2 separate regions of the Arachis hypogaea genome follow, and region 2 is linked to region 1. A link is a contact called in public Hi-C data. All regions are on one chromosome and are shown on one strand. Each heading gives the region's core, a stretch centred on a gene start, on an enhancer-like site or on the middle of the called end of the contact. The rest is flanking DNA. Distances are from core to core; before and after follow the strand shown. Region 1 holds the start of LOC112789797 (mannan endo-1,4-beta-mannosidase 2). Region 2 has its middle 4.6 kb from the start of LOC112789798.

Evidence for each region. A called contact is a pair of places that touch in the nucleus more often than the background predicts.
Region 2: a Hi-C map of an unstated tissue shows a contact between it and region 1, with 2.3 times the contacts expected there. The contact joins the enhancer-like site here to the promoter of LOC112789797 in region 1. A contact is called at or near these places in 2 of 8 Hi-C or Micro-C datasets (leaf and an unstated tissue).

Annotation. Positions count from the first base shown.
Region 1 is chr3:21,234,822-21,240,056 of arahy.Tifrunner.gnm2.J5K5, reverse strand. LOC112789797 (mannan endo-1,4-beta-mannosidase 2) reads left to right here and starts at 1,949. Exons shown (of 5, transcript XM_025831842.3): 1 at 1,949-3,014; 2 at 3,962-4,159; 3 at 4,651-4,773; 4 at 4,861-5,072. The coding sequence starts at 2,658.
Region 2 is chr3:21,272,927-21,278,161 of arahy.Tifrunner.gnm2.J5K5, reverse strand. No RefSeq gene overlaps it. Among protein-coding and RNA genes, the nearest start is that of LOC112789798, 4.6 kb to the left of the region's middle. Within about 2 kb of position 2,096, at least 2 of the 3 cell types and tissues checked have open chromatin away from gene starts, as enhancers often do.

The DNA of each region.
Region 1 (5,235 bases), core at 700-3,199:
TATATTTATTAAAGTTTGCCACTATGAAAATACTTATTAATTTTATTGTAAAATTTTTGTATCCGAGACTTATTTAGATGATTGGCAAAGTATTTGATAGAGTTGTCACAATAGCTTCATTTAGGGATGTTTATGTGTCGGGTAAAATCAGATTTGATATGATCTAAACTTGACCCAAAATATATACTGAATTTATTTGTTAGATCCAAACTCAGTTCTAAATCCGATAAAACCTAAACATTTTGGGCCATGATTATATCGGATAAAAATCGAGTGAAAATTAGGTCGTTAACATTACATTATCTTGATATCTTCTTGTAAGCTGGCATGTGAAAATATCCAAATTTCTAAAACTATAACCATTATTTGACATAGAGATGTCAACGGGGCAGGACGGGAGCGGGAGATACATCCCTGCTCCCCATCTCCGCCCCCAGATTTACTCCCCATCTCCGTTTCCATTCCCCGCGGTGGAGGAATATTGCTCCTCATTCCCATTTCCTGAGGGGACCCCATTCCCCATCTCTTTAATAGTTTTCATTAATTATTAATTTTCATAGTAGAGAAGAAAGTATCCATCCTATACAAAAACAGCAAAATTTTATACAAAAAGTCTAAACGTCAAGATAGTGACTTTTAAAATGGTGCAGTGGGAGATGTCATGGCGAGTCAGAGCATAGAACAGTAGACAAAGTGGGGGACACAGCAACAGAGAGTAGAATGGACACGATGACAGAATTGTGGAAAGGAATGCCACGAATATAGAGAACGACACGATGACGGTAATAGAAGATGAGGAGTGATAATGCGGTGAGACGGGAGAGTGACGAGGGAGTGGCTGCAGAGAGGTTGGATGGAGTATGGATGACGTTAGAGATCTATGAACTAAATAAGGATTATGCAAATGAGCATTAGGAATTTTGACTCTCTCTCTCTCTCTCTCTCTCTCTCTCTCTCTCTCTCTCTCTCTCTCTCTCTCTCTCTCTCTCTCTCTCTCTATATATATATATATATATATATATATATATATATGGCATGTGAAATGACTAAAAGATATATATAAGAAATCAATATTAAGGATTTCGTCCCCTTTTTCCTTTCTCGCAGAAAAATTTTTCACAGTCGGATCTCTATTTGGAGCAGTTCCCACAGAGATCTCCGTGTCTCGAAAAATTTTGCCATTCCTAATTTAACATGATAAAATTCACTTAGAAAAATATAACAAGAAGTAACCATTCGATTAATTATTTTTTGCAGTTCCATCAGATGGAGTTGTCATGACTAGCTCCATCAAATACTTTGCCTAAATGATTAATCTAGTTTGCACTCAAGTTACCGTAGGATAACTTTTATAACAATTTTAAATTTTTGTTTCATAAAATCCAACAAACTCAATATTTTACTTGAACATCTCAAACAATTTGATATAAATATTTTATCAGTTTATTGTTTCATTTGCAACAACCATATACTAAACTCTTATTAGAAATTACACAGGAATACATTTTTTCAATTTTTTTCAATTATAGTTTTGGTGATATTTTTTAATTATTTGAAAAAGTGTGATATTTTATTTTATATTTTTAAGTAAAATTAAAAAAATGTGAAAAATTTATTAAATGATAAACATAATATTTTATCAAATAATTAAAAAAATATTGAGAGAATCTACTTCTCAGAAAATAAGATAATTATTAATGGTGTATTACAATTGCATTTGTTTTGCATAATCAATAAATAATTTAGTTATTAATTTTCCTAATTTTGTACTAATATATATATTGTCTTAGAAGTTTTTATAAATACAAGCATCTAATCTTTTGCATTATCAAGCACACAACATGTTTTAAATTATACCCACAATATGTATTAAAATAAAAAATTCAATTATTAATTTTTTTTTTCTCTCTATACCTTTTAGTTGATTTGGTAGAACATGAATAAGACTGTTCAATAAATCAAGGCCCACAGACAAGAGTTTATTGAAAATTAAAGACAAGTTCCTTAAAATATTAGAACTGAACAAAGGTTTCCACACTTGCCAGATCTAATTGATATTCCGATACAAACATCTCACCCCACCACACACACACTCACCATCTTCTTCTTCACTTTTCTCCCCTTTTTTCCTTCTTTTGTCCTCAACCCTAGTCACACAAACCCTATTAATTTTCCATTTTTTTTTTATTTTTACTATTCTGTATAAGAGAAAAGCATGTGAGTCTTTTTCAGTTTTCATGTGGGGGGTTTTGAACCTTGTAAGCAACAAGCATTCCCCATTTTCATGAACAGCTACACAAAGCACTTACCCTATAAAATCTCCTTTGTTACTTGCACCAACCTTCATCAAAGTTTCAATCTTTATGCACTCAGATTGTTCAAGTTCACGCCTTTGATTGCCATTAATAATCTTCCCAAAGAGAAAGAGAGAGATCTAAGCATTCTAAGAACACTCACATTCACATTCAAATTCACATCTGGGCTTGAAAGGTGAGTGAGGTTCAGATATTCTTCATCTTTGGTATACAAAAAAAAAAAAAAAAGAGTGACCCTTTTAATATAGAGCTAAAAGGGTAACTGGGGATCTCTTCAAGCCATTGAATTTCATTAGTTTTCACAAAGAAAAAAAAATCTTGTACAGAATAATAAGAGAAGCAATGGTGGCTGGGAATGGTTTATTTTATCCCATTTTCGGTTTTGCATCGTTGGTTCTATTCATTTACATGTCTTTTGGGGACATGAGGTTGGGTTTTGAGGAAGGGCCAGAAGTGTCTTTTGTGGGTAGAAACGGTACACAGTTTGTGTTGGATGGAAAACCTTTCTACATCAATGGTTGGAACTCTTACTGGTTAATGGTGCAATCTGTGGATGATTATTCAAGGCCAAGGGTGCGTGAGATGCTGAGAGCTGGGGCCAAGATGGGACTCACTGTCTGCAGAACTTGGGCTTTCAATGATGGTGACTACAATGCCCTTCAAACTTCACCTGGTGTCTTCAATGAGCAAGCTTTCAAGGTATTCATTCAATTTGTAGTAGGTTTAGCTTGTTGTGGCTTTTAACTCTTTAATGCTCTTTTTGTTTCATTTCTATTTTTGGAATATATATATATTTTAAATTTTAGGTTTTCTATGGTTGATTAAGGATACCGACATAGTTAGACTTTGATCAGTGTCTAGTAGTGGGGGTAATACGGAAGCTATTTTGGTTTTGTTTTCTTTATGAGTGGTTTATGAGTCACTTGTTATTCCCCCCCCCCCCCCCCCCCTCTCTCTGGAAATTGGGGTTTTATGTTTGGACTAGGATTACAGAATTGGATTTGTATAATTTGATGGAAAATCTGGCTTTGGATATGTGTAATTGCCGAGATTCATTAGGGCAGAGAGCAGGGATACACTGATAGTGGTTAAATATGACGAGCCGCGGCATGTTTGTTGGTGCTGGGATGAATTTTCAGGCTATGTATACCATTGTTCTTCGGTATGATGATGTGTAACTCGTGTTTGCGAGGTGTCTATGTCCTATCCCATTGTCTCTAGTTTTTGGGTGGATAGATCCCTAGACATAGATACATGTAGCTGTTTTCTTCTCCAGAAAATAAGTGTTTCCAAGTGTGTTTGCACTTCTATCATAAAACAATTACGAAATGGACCCTTAGTGTAGGATACAAGTGGTCCCTCTCTCTTGGTTCAATCAATAGTCTAAGGTGAAGATCGCCTTTATGTTATTAATTGAAAAGTTTATGTGTGATTGTTAAGTTTACGAGGGTTGTCTTGGAAATTTGCATCTTGCTGTATCTATCCCTCTGAACTCTGATCATGCTTGATAGAATTAAAAACAGCTTTATGTCGAATTACTGATTGATGATAATCCTTTCAGACCCATGAAGTGAACTAGTTACTTTATTAATTAGCATTGGCTGGTGAACGATGAAAACTTTTCTGAGCTTTTGATTGGGTGACAGGCTTTGGATTACGTTATAGCAGAAGCAAGGCGCCATGGAGTTAGGCTGCTCCTAAGCTTAGTGAATAACTTGCACGCATATGGTGGGAAGACTCAATATGTTGAATGGGCATGGCAAGAAGGGGTCGGACTAAGCTCATCTAATGATTCTTTTTTCTATGATCCATCAATTCGTAGTTATTTCAAGAATTACGTAAAGGTATGATAGGTCAATTGCAGCTTCTCAGTACTTTTTCCCTTCTTTCTCTTACTAAAATTATCCTGGATGGGATATTGATGAGCCATTCAGCTAAATCTTTTAATGTTTTAACAGATTGAATCATCATTTATCAGTTTAGCTTTGTTTAGAAACAAAGAGCAAGATGATCTAATGCAAAACTTTTCTTTTCTTAAAATGTGTAAACCTTAATTCTGAAGCTTCATTTAGTATCTTTGTTTCCTTTTGCATACTACATTTGAAACATATGGAATGATAGACATGATACCATGATCCTGACACAAACAGCACCATTAGGCTCTTTCGAAAAATGAAATTTCAATAATTAGAGAATAAATTTCAATATGTGAAACTTTTGCTTACTGACTATATCTTTGCATGGTTAAACCTCCGTCTTTATTTTTTATGACATTTCAAATTTTCAATTTAGCAGCAACTATTGTTAGATAATTTAGCTGTTTAATTTTCCGCAGACTATTCTGACAAGGAAAAATACTATTACTGGAATCGAATATAGAAATGACCCCATCATTTTTGGTTGGGAGTTAATTAACGAACCTAGGTGCATGACTGATCCTTCTGGAGACACTCTCCAAGTAAGTCCTGTATTCAAATATGCTGATGTTACTGCTTCTTTTGTATATTCCGAGTATTCAATGTACTTAATGGGAGTTTATTTGCAGGATTGGATAGAAGAAATGTCAGCTTTTGTCAAAGTGATCGACAAGAACCATCTTGTGACTGTTGGTCTTGAAGGCTTTTATGGTCCTAATGACCCGAAGCGTTTGACGGTCAACCCTGAGGCCTGGGCATCCAGACTTGGATCTGATTTTATTAGGAATTCCAAAACTGTGAATGTCGATTTCACCTCTGTTCATATATACCCTGACCACTGGTATGCATTGGATGACTTCTATCTATTGTTTTAGATCTTCATCGCACAAGGAACTAAAATTTAGAAATTCACAAGAACTCCACCTGCAGAGTGAAACATCATCTGTTTTACATGGTTTACTATCTAGAATAATTCGGTTGAAATTTCATCATGCTCTTTAAGA
Region 2 (5,235 bases), core at 847-3,346, 38 kb before region 1:
CAAAAGAATTTATCTTTTTTTTTTCCTATTATTATACAGGTAAATTAGTTCGTACATAATTTTTCCTTAAAGTTTTTCGTAAATAAGTTTGTTTTCTAAATGATTTTTTGACGGTATATTTGTCATTTCATTTTACACTTACACCTATGGAAGTATATTTGGATTGAATAGTGGCAATTGAAAAAGAATGTCTATTCAAATACAACAATTGAAAGTTAAAAGATTATAAAGAAAATAATAGTGATTAACTGATGATGTAATTGATTAATCACCAATCGGTGTGACTGTATATGGTGTTATATAATCAATTCTCTTTTGCCCCATGATTATGTCAAAGGGACAATGAGGTTTGCTTAGTAATTAGTATAATATGCCGGTGATGATAGTAAGGACTAGATTGAAACTACAATAGTAAACTCTTGTTTTGCTTGTACTTCTTCCCATAAAGGGTCAAGCTTCAAACAGATCAAATAATAATAATATAAATGAAATATTTCATTTGATCAATTATTAAGCTCATTGAAGTTTATTTTGAAAGATATCAGCCACCTTATTGATATCTCCCAATAGTGGCAAACATTATGGAGAAAGACCTCCCATCTCTTCAGGTTATAATTTTCTTGGGTACTCTATTGCCTTAAAAATGGTGTTAAAGGAGAAGCTACTAACCAATAAAATAATTGGGAAATGGTATTCAAATCCCTATTTGAAGGAAAATGCTAGAAGATTTGAACCCTCTTTCATTTTGGAATATTAATCTTGATTAAGAAGTGATGTCCCATGAATAGAGGACATTTTTGGAGAAATTCATGTGAAAGTGAACTAACACTTAATAATACATATTTGAATTTTGGAATGATGTCATGTTGCACATGCCAACTGATCCAAGTCTCTTTCAGATTTTCTTTCTCTTGAAAGATCCACTTGCTACCTACAAACCGAACTTGGAATTAATCAATTACTTTTTTAAATGTATTTTAATTTGATATATATCTCTATAATTTTCACTATTTAATAATGTAAGGATTCAGTTTGTATATATTATAGGGGTGAAATTAAAATGTAACTTTGTAATATGAAGAGCGCTTAACAAACTAGATTGCATTAATGATTGATATAGTTTTTGAAAAAACAGAGTTTAGTTAATATGATCTTTATATAATTCACATGAGTTCTTTTGTTATCTTTTCTCTTGACACCATGATTTCATCTTAAGAGCATCACGAATAAGTATGAGACATTGAAACTTTTGAGATTAAATTGACTAAATTGTAAAATTTTAAATGCCATTTTGAGTATTAAACTTAGCTATATAATATACTTTCAAAGGTAAACTAATTTGGATTAGAAGAGACACACTCTTAAACGGAATTCAGATTAGAGACAGATTAGTTTTTAACTTATCGGTTTAGAATTGTAGGTAACAAACAAAAAAATCAAAGTAAAATATATAAATAGAGATAGTATATACAAAAACTCATTTGTTTGGTAGAAATACAAAACTTTTTGTTTCATAAATAAAAAACTCTTCTATTTTTGGTATTCATAAATTATATTGTTTACATTTTTATATTTCTATTTCAGAGATAGAATCTATGTGCAACTTAATAATATAAAACTGATCCATAAAATTTTGTAACAGAAAATGATTGTTACAAAAAAAGTAAAATAAAATAAAATAAAATATTATATAAATATTAAAAATCAATTACCAAATCAGTTATTATTTATTTATGTATGTTTATACATATTGAATCATATATATTTCTAATTAAATAACCAACCACCAAAATATTCAAACCTGCTATAATAGAATAATCAAACCTACAATAAACATGTAATCAAGATTTTTGCAGTAGCATAATAATTGAAAAAATTATAAATCACCAATATATATTTTAATAATAATAAAAATTAACAATAGAGATCTGATTGCGTTTCGTGTAAAAGTGGTAGGACTCATGCAACCAAAATCCAGTGAAATTAAAATTATGGACAAGTGGTTGTATTCTTTCCTTAATCACCTACACATGTAGAACCTTTACGCACATTTTTGTTTCTTCTTGCTTCGTTTTAGTGGAAAAGTGGCACAATACCTTTTGTGGCCAGCCACTATAATACTAACATTAATGGGAGTCAGTTGAAAAGTGAGCATGTAGTGCCTAGAGCTAGATCCACCCACCTTTCCCTTTCATTTTATTTATGCAATTTTCCTTTGTCATTATATTTATTAACAATAGATTTTGATTTGGGTTAGGAAATCAGGCCTAATGGAACTTGAAAAGTGATATATGGACTCGTATATATAATTAGCCCATTTTCATGAATAAGTAAAGTTTGGACCTTTGATTTTTGGTTGCTTGCATTCGGATTTGTAAATTTGCCCGTGGTTTCTGCTAGTAGAAAAAGTTATATTAGATTCAATTTGAGGAAAATCCACTTGGTTTGGTTGAGTAATTAATTTACTTATTCACTTAAGTAAGTATTAAATATTTTTTGACTAAAAAAAAAAAGTAAGTATTAAATATTTAAATTCTGTCTTGTAAAATGCCTTGAAAAGCTTGGGGTAGTTTTTTGAATAAGGAGTGCTACACATACAAGTCATTTTGGCTTTACAAGTCTTACAAGTTGGGTCAAATCTAATACGCGCATCACTGAACCATCTTCGCGTGTTTCATCTTCGTTTTCTTTTTCGAGTTTCTTGTCAAATTTGTTCGATCTCCTTCGTGCGTTCTCTTTTTGCCTTCGATCTCCTTCTATTTTTTTTTCCGATTTTCATGGTTTCTGAAATCAAGCTTTGAAATTGTTTTGAATATTATGGAACTTCAGAAATACACCCGAACGATTACAAAAATACACCCAAACGATTACAGAAATACATCCAAAGGATTACAGAAATACACACAAACAGTTACAGAAATAAACCAAACGATTACAGAAATACATCCAAATGATTACAGATGTACAACCAAAGGATTTAAAAAATACACCCAAAAGATTTAAGAAATACACCAAACATAGGAGGGAGACAGTATATTTCTTCTTGAAATCTTTTAATGTTTTGCTGGTTAAGGATGAGGCCCATGACAGAGACAATCTAAAAAAAATCTAGAAAAACAGTAAAACAGTACCTTGAATAATGTTTCTTCGTTTCTTCTTGTGATTTTGATGAAGGAAAAAGAGAAAACGAAAAGAGGAGAAGAAATTTCAATAAAAAAAGAAGTAAGAAGTGGTGTTGATGACAACAATAACGAGAGAGAAAAATTACGAAAAAGAAGAAGAGACACGGCAGTGGCGGAGCTTGAAACAAAATTTTGGGGGGCATATAGAAAATAATTGTCAAGATGTTTTTGATATGAATCCCATTTAAGATAAACTCGTCTAACCTCATCTCTCTGATTTGGGTGATATTGCCAAATTTAAATCCGTTTTCCATGGTCTCGTTCTAAAAAATTAAGGTCAAACTCATCAAATGCAACTCTTTGAACTTTTGGAGGTTATATCTCACTTTTTTCGTGATTCATTAAAGTAGAAGAACTATCTACATGTGTTCTCTTTCTTGAATATTAGCTTTCTTCTTAAAAAATGCATCAATTCTTTGATTTTTCATGATTATTTTATATAAAAATTTGAATATATATCCTCTAAAATATGTAAAAAAAAGTTAGAATTACAAATATTAAAATTTATAATATTTATTGAATTTTTTTATCAATTTATACAAAAACAATAATATCAATACTTATTGAATATTTTAATATTTTTTATCATATAAAAAATTAAATTAAATAAACAGTAAAATATAAAATAATATTAAATAACATAAATAAAAAATACCTAATTTTTTATATTTGAAATCAAAGGTAGAGATAATGTTGCTTATTGAATAGAGAGTTGCGAAATGCGAATACATTCAGTTCAGTCCAAATCCAACATGTTTTGAATATTTAAAACTAAAAATTATTATGCAATAAAAGCAAGAGATGAAGATTGAACTTTGGTATTTTAAGTCATAGCAAAATATTTGAACCAATTGAACTAATTTTTTATTTTTTGAAAAAAGTATTACTAATTTTTTTTATCAAAAGTTTGGGAGGCCATGGCCCTCCCATGTCTTAACTAAGCTCCGCCCCTGAGACACGGTAAAAGAAGAAGAAAAAGAAAAAAAAGAGACACAAAAAAATGTAAAAATAGTGTGAGAATAAATAACTTGTATGACTTGTATAAAATAGTACTTATATGTGGAGAATAATCCTTTTTGAATATCTGTCCTCTATCGTTGGAGAATCCTATCCGAGATTCCCTCACTTGACTCATACTACAAAACTAGTTTTTCTGCGGGCTATTACATTCACTCTATTTTTTTTTTTTTTTTGGGTTAACGCTAATTATGCTCTTATCTCCTACTCAGGAGTCAAGAGCTATTTTCAAAGCAATGTCATATGTGATTGTAGAAGGGTTGTCTTGGGTGTGACCAGAAGATTATAGGAACTGTTTTGATTTTTGTTCAACATATTATGTGCCAAAAAAAATTAAAAGTGAGGTGGATAGTCTTGTTCTTTGCCATGCTATGGAGTGTGTGAAGGATAACAAACGAGACAGTGTTTAATGAAAAAGTCCTAAATGTGGACATATTGAAAAGTTAGATTGATCGTTATAAAGAGAAATGGCTTAAGAAATGGGAAGAAGTACATAGATTGGTAGACACAGGTGTTATGTATTTTTTATTGTTGATGTAATTGTAGTGCGTGTTTTTTTAGTTTTTGTGCTTTTATTTTGGGTTGATTCTGTTGTATCTCACTTCCTTTTCAGGAACTAGTGAGTTGTTAGTCATCGAAAAAAATTCAAAGTCAAAACAGATCGCACACATGAAACTTAAAGTGTCTTGGAAAGAGACAAATTTTAAGGAGTTATTCGTATTGTGTTAGACTAATGAAGAATAGAAATTTTTTTTTTTAGAATTTTTTCTCATTCTTTTGTCTTTGGTTCCTATGCATTTAGCATTGTCTGGAAGAATATTACCTTGTGCTGATATGTTAACTTAGCTTTAACTTATTTTTTTTATTATTATTATTTCCTCTATTATCTTGTTCTCCCTTGTATTAGCCAGCAATTTATTAGTCACAACAAACGGTTAAATAGAGTTTAGATTTGTAACAGATTAGTTCTTAATTTATCAAAAATTAACCAATAATTTGTGAACTATTTTTTTTCTTTCCAAAATTATTTTATCCA